Linked DNA regions of Mus musculus: region 1 is linked to region 2. The links are chromatin contacts, called in public Hi-C maps. All regions are on one chromosome and are shown on one strand. The core of a region is the stretch at or near the end of the contact, and the rest is flanking DNA. Distances in the headings are between cores, read along the strand shown.

The links. A called contact is a pair of places that touch in the nucleus more often than the background predicts.
Region 1: a contact with region 2 is called in a Hi-C map of bone marrow-derived macrophages, with 11 read pairs. The contact joins two enhancer-like sites. A contact is called at or near these places in 1 of 15 datasets of contacts at CTCF or cohesin (pro-B cells), 37 of 484 Hi-C or Micro-C datasets (CD4 T cells, CD8 T cells, the HL-1 cell line and 25 more) and 3 of 115 datasets of contacts at active chromatin or transcription factors (bone marrow-derived dendritic cells, embryonic stem cells and memory CD8 T cells).

The regions. Positions count from the first base shown.
Region 1 is chr2:59,424,388-59,427,557 of GRCm38.p6, forward strand. No RefSeq gene overlaps it. Among named protein-coding and RNA genes, the nearest start is that of Gm46743, 5.5 kb to the left of the region's middle. Within about 2 kb of position 1,489, at least 33 of the 459 cell types and tissues checked have an H3K27ac peak or open chromatin away from gene starts, as enhancers often do. A contact at or near this core is called in bone marrow-derived macrophages, where this site is marked.
Region 2 is chr2:58,813,263-58,816,528 of GRCm38.p6, forward strand. No RefSeq gene overlaps it. Among named protein-coding and RNA genes, the nearest start is that of Upp2, 60 kb to the left of the region's middle. Within about 2 kb of position 1,394, at least 3 of the 459 cell types and tissues checked have an H3K27ac peak or open chromatin away from gene starts, as enhancers often do. A contact at or near this core is called in bone marrow-derived macrophages, where this site is marked.

The DNA of each region.
Region 1 (3,170 bases), core at 239-2,738, 610 kb after region 2:
TGCAGCCATGTGTCAGCTGTTTGCATAAGTAAACATGGCCCTGGCAGGCAGAGAAGTTATCCAGCCTTGCTGTCCTGGATTGCAGGTCTGAGCCACAGCTCCATCCTGCCCCTGGCTTTCTTGTGGCTCTTACTGAGGCTAAACACCCCAGTAAGAAAAGCCCACTGTTTCCAGGCCTCAAGACTTGAAATCAGTCTTTCCTCCCAGCTAACAGAGTTGTCCCTTCTCTCATGATGCTTAGCTAGTGCTCAATGGCCTTCACCTTTGACTTATAGCAACCTATAGCCTGGGTGGATGACACCCTTTCTGAGAGATTTTCTGTATCCTTGGCCTCTTTGCTGGTAGAGGGCTACAGGACTTCCTTCCTCTACCACTGCCCTCAAGATGATCAAAGCTGCCATCTTTGAAACTATCCAGAAGGGTACATGGGTGGGGGTATCGCTTGGCTGGAGTAGGGAGAGCATGTTATAAAACCCCTGCATCTGGAGTGAGCCTTGAGGCTCCAATTACAGACGAAGCCCTGCCTCCTCGGGTATTTATCACGGTCTGTGCACCATCTAGAGGCCTCTGTCTGAAACTTGCTCCATGGTCAACTCATCTATCCTAGGGGAAGACTGAACTCAGACAACTGGTGTTTTCAGAGTATGCTTGGTTTTGTCCCTGTTTCTAGAATTGTGGCGCTGTGATCCCACACACCCCTCTAAGCACTCCTGTATGTGTGTGTGTGTGTGTGTATGTGGGGGGGGGGTTACATCCACACCTGGCTTTTCCAGTCTGTTCCAGCCCTGCTAAAGCAAAAGACCTCTTCTAATGTCTTCTCAGCAAGGGAGCTACTTAAGGTGATAAAGTAGGACATCCTAGTGCCCGTGCCACCTCCCCCAACCCCCATACACACACACACACACACACACACACACACACACACACACACACACACACCCCAAGATGGGCCAGAGCAGGAGCTGTTCACCCCACGGCTGAGCAGCACTTCCACCTAGCCCATTAGCTGCTCCCCCAGGACCATGGCTCTGCTACACAACTCACATTAGGAGCTGCCCACAGTGGGTGATGCTGTCTCAGGATAGCCAACACTAAACCCTCTAACATGCCTACATGTCCCTTGGTCTGCTTTCTGGGGGGGGGGGGTAAAGAAAATGCAATGCAAATTTTCCGATTTGACCATCTCTTGATGCACAGTTTAAAGGAATTCAGTATATTCTCAATGCTGTGCAGCATCATGGATCATTCATCATTCATAGGCTTTTCACTTAACTTCAAACAAAAGTTCTACCCCATGAACACCAATTCCCTGTGTCACCCTCCCGGGTCCCTGGGTACCTCTGCTCTACTTCCTGTCTCTATGAACTTGCCTATTCCAGTTATCGCACACAAGCAAAATCATGTTTGCTAGCCTTCTATGTCCGATTTAGCCAAATAATTTTAGTTGTGGCCAACTGACTTCCACATTATAGGCCTGACTTCCTTCTTCACATTCTCTGTAAACAAAATGGGAGAGAGGAGAACACTTGAGTTTAACCTTGACTGTACCCTTCATTGACTATCCTCTCTGACTGGGTGTGACTCTAGAAACAGATTCATCATGCCAAGAAATCTCCGGGCTCAAGTGTCTCAAAATATCGAAGAGTCCATTGTTTGGAGTTTAGAAAAATCAGGTCACAACCAGTACTTCCTGGCCAGGCTTGTCAGAGAAGGCCATCAGTGTGTGTCATAGACTAAATATAAAACACCCCCAAAGGCTCATGTTTTGAATGTTTGGTTTCCATCTGGTCGCGGTATTTTGGGAGATTGTGGAGGGGACAGGTACCTTAGTGGGTACATACCACTAGAAACTTCTGGTCTCACTCTCTGCTCCTGTCCTGCCTAGATATAACTGAGTTTCTCCACCCCACTCCACCCTATCCAAACCACAACGGACTGAACCATCTGAAATCATAAGCCCCAATAAAGCTCCTACCCTTCAAGACGCTATTCTTAGTTATTGGTCACAGCAGTGAAAAGGTACCTAACACGCTGTGAAAGATGACAGAGGGTTACTGCTGCACAAGTGTCGGTGAGGAGAGGCTCTGGCTGTGGAGGTTTGAGCCTGGACAGGCCACGGGAGGCTCAGAGGGTCAGATCACATTGTGGTGTGGTTGCAGCCATGCACTGGTAGGAGGTTGCTCCAGTGGGTTGTTGGCTGCTGAGAGACTGGGAGAGTCTTTGCCTGCTGGTGCCTGGTCAAATTACGCATCCAGGGCTGGAGAGATGGCTCAGTAGTTAAGGGCGCTGACCCCTCTTCCAGAGGTCCTGAGTTCAATTCTCAGCAACCACATGAGGATTCACAGCCATTTATAATGGGACTGATGCCCTCTTCTGGTGTGTATGAAGACAGTGACAGTGTTCTCATATACATACATACATACATACACACACACACACACACACACACACACACACACACACACATACATACATATCCATCCAATGACACACTTGCAGCATTAGCAAAATAAGGAATTTCACCTTGTCCTTTACATCAAAAGTGTACATTTCCTCATTTCCAGACAATGACAGTCCAGTCCATGGATTTCTTTGAATTTATGATTACTAAAACTTCAGGTTTTTTTAATTCACATTTTTATACAACATAACAAAAAAGTTCAAAATAACAGTGTGAACAGGGCTTGGGAGAGACTTCTGAGGGAAAACAGGGGTAAATTGATACCACAAAGGTGTTTTTAGATTATTCTGGATAATTCTGGCCAAAGAATGCAAACATAGTTGCATGTTTCTCAGATTCCCTTGGAGGCTGAAGGACCTAAACTGGAAATGCAATTGGTAGGCGTCAGACTATTTTGAAGTTTTCACCTAAAATTATTTTGATCCAGCCTGAGACTCTGTTACATGTGATTGCCTGCAATATGTCGTAAGACCCGCACAGGGCGGGAAGCCCTGGGAAAGCGAGTTAGTTCTTCCTCCGTGGAACCTCTCTGCTTCCTCAGTGGTCACGGTTTTGTTTCCTGTACAGCATCAGCGATACTGTGTACTTTCTTGCTTGCATGGGGAACCCCATCTGTTTTCTCCCTCGGGGATTTCTGTGATGGTTTCTCAGGTACTTTGGAGTATCTGGACATCTAGTAGGAGAGTCTTCTTGAGCTCAGAATTTAAAT
Region 2 (3,266 bases), core at 144-2,643:
ATTGTGGGAAAGAAGCAGGTAAATTCTTCTAACATTAAATGCAGAAGTATTACATCATCTATCAATAGCCCTCAAATGAATCGAAAGCAGAGATCTAAACCAGCTATACATTAATATTTATAATAGCTCTCTATAAAATATACACACGACAAAATATTATTCGGCCTTTAAAAAGAATAAAATTCTGATTCATGAATTATACAGATAAACCATGAAAGCATTGTGGTGATTATTTTAGAATAAGCCAGTCAAATACCTTCCTCCCACAAATAAATTATGCACAGTTCTATGTACCTGATGTACTTACAGTAAATTCATGAGGATAGAGACTAGAGGAGTGGCTGTCAGTGAGTGGCTCAAGGAGGAAGGAAGGTGGGTTTGGTTAGTGTGTACAGAGTTGCAGGATGAAGTGACAGTTCTAGAGAGGAAAGGCAGTGTTGGAGCAATAATATGAAGGAGCCCAGTGCCACTTGAGTGCACTTTACAATCAGTGAACGCAGTCACCTTTACGTTACATATATTTACCACAAATAAAAAGCCAATATCCTAAAAAACAAAGCGACTGAGATGGACCAGACTAAAAGGAATTTAAAAGAGCCAGCAATGAAAATCAATGGCCAATTTCTGACTGAATCCTGATGTGAGGGAAGATGCTACAAAAGCTGTAAACAGATCCGAGGATAAAGCAGCGACATGGAGACTAGAATGGAAGGTATTATAGCAGTGACACACTTCACTGGATTGGTTTTTTTTTGTTTTTTTTTTCTTTTTGGTGCTTAGAAAAGCTAGCATTCTTACCTTTAGTAAGCAGACACAGACTGAGAGGACAACTTACTCTCAAGTGGTAAGGAAAAAAAAAGTGTGTGTGTGTGTGTGTGTGTGTGCACATGCACACACATTCATGTGTGTAAGAGAGAGACAGAGACAGAGAAAAACTGACAGAGAAAGAGGATAGAATGTGTGCACATGAGTATCTATGAGTATCTGTACCTATATGTGCATGCATGTGAGGATGTATGTGGATATGTGTGTGTCCACACGTGGGTGTAATAACACAAAAATGATAAACCACCTTGAATTTAAAACAGTATGTGACTAGCTAAAGGCATTACATTTTGGTTTTTAGATTTATCTGTAGTGTGGAAACTGTTTCCAAGCAAGAAGTTTCTTAAACTTGAATACACATCAAGAAATGAGATGAAAGGACTGAGGAGACAGGGAGAAAACTGGTCAGAATGGCATAGTAAGAGGCCCTGAGGGGTGAAAACAAAAATTTTACTAATACAATAAATACTAAAGAAGTATAATTTATAAACACTGCCTGCAATACATTTGAATCTGTGTCATAAGAGGGAACTGCTTTTGCTGACTGTGGCCACCAAGGTCCTGGCATCAGCAGGAATCCAGTGACTATTACATCATAAGGAAAGCAGGGAAAAGCTTTGTGCAGTCAGGCAAAAAAAGATGAAGTAAATTGTCAGGGAAAGAAAACCGTTTACAACCCGTCTCCTGACATTTATGCTAAGGGAAGAAAATGTAAATATGGCATTTTATTCCCTGGGAAAACCGATTTGCAACTATAAAGGCCTCCAACCCCGAGTTATTAACACAGTCAAAACACAGTTACCACAAGCAACTCCTAAGGAAGCTCTCCTAAACCAGGACACAGCCCACCAGAATGACAAATGGAAAGCTAATATGGCGCCCACTGGCATCTGCAAAACGCGCTGACTTATAAAATGAGATGAAGGTGGAGGGCTTCCCACTCACATATATGGTCAACGTGAATTGGACTTAATGAGTTATTTTTTATAATTTTTAAAATCATATTGTATGTGTATGGATGTTTTGCCTGCATGTGTATCTGTGTACCACATGTGTGCCTGGTGCCCTCAAAAGCCAGGAGAGGGAATCAGAGAGACGGCCCCTTAAACAGGAGCTACAGACAGACATTTGTGAATTGCTAAGCAGAAGTTGGGTTTCAATCTGGGTTCTATGGAAGCACAGCCAGTTCTGGGGCAGCCCTCCAGTCCCTTAGTAGATTATTTAATAAAAAGAGAGGACATGAAGTTGGATGAAGTATGTGGGGCTGGAAGAGTTAGACGTGGAGCTGGAGGGGGAAATGGAGGGATATATGATCATATGCCATTATATTTACAAGTGAATTTGCAAAGGACGAAATTTTAGAAAAGAACTTAGGAACTAATGGAGAGTGTATAAGATTTACATAATTCCCAGCATAGAAATATAATGGATGTATAACAAAAGAAGAAAGAGTATGATGTACACAGCTGAAGAATTTGTGGCTGTCATATTGGCATTTTATCTTGTCTGTCATGTGCATAGAGTGCGGGATAATATAGTGAGGAATGATGTCATATTTGGACTTCTTGTCAGTGAGCATTCGAAGCCTCCATAAGGAAAAAAAGAAAATACATTTGAAAGTGGAAGACTTGAAGCAACACACCATGGGATTTAAATGAGAAATAATAACAGAATGGATTAATAATACATGTGATCTTATGGGCCTGTTTAGTGCATATGTGTATGCATATATGGATGTACACGCTTGCACATGAATATATATTCTAACAATGCTCATAGAAAGGGCCTAGAATAGGTCAATCCAGTAACTCAGGTACTGCCATACTATTTCCTACCAATGAGACCCTGAGCTTGTTAGAGAGAATTCTGACTCTAGGTTAGAAGACAGAGTGTAAAGGAGCCTGGCTTGTTCTGATATGCCCGGTGACAAATGTGACATAAAGTTGAAACATGGTGGTAAAATATCTTGTAATTCACATACCTCTTCTATAATGGAGGCCAGCCATGGCCATATGTCATGGATAGGGGGAGCTCATTTCTCAGCTCCTTTGCATCTGGGAGAGCACTGGAGTGACTTTGAGGATTGCAGACAGACATCAGGCCAGTTCCAGCAGCACCTCACAGGCTTCAGAACTTTAACATGCTTGTGTCTCTGTTTCTCCTTGGAACACAGCACGTATGGAGAGCACACGTGTCTGACCCGGTGTCCAGCTCAGATGAGCTCCTAGCCAACAGACAGCATCTTCTGCCAATGGTGCCAGGGAGTCATCTTAACCATCAAGCCAAGCTGAGCTTTGAGATAGCTATGACCTCACCTAGCAAATGACTGCACTGCGTCAAACACCTTGTAGCAGGCAGAAAATGACTCCCGACATCCTGTCTCCCTGTGATCTGTGGCTGAGTTACACAGCAAATGACAGCAGGATTACCAATCACCTACC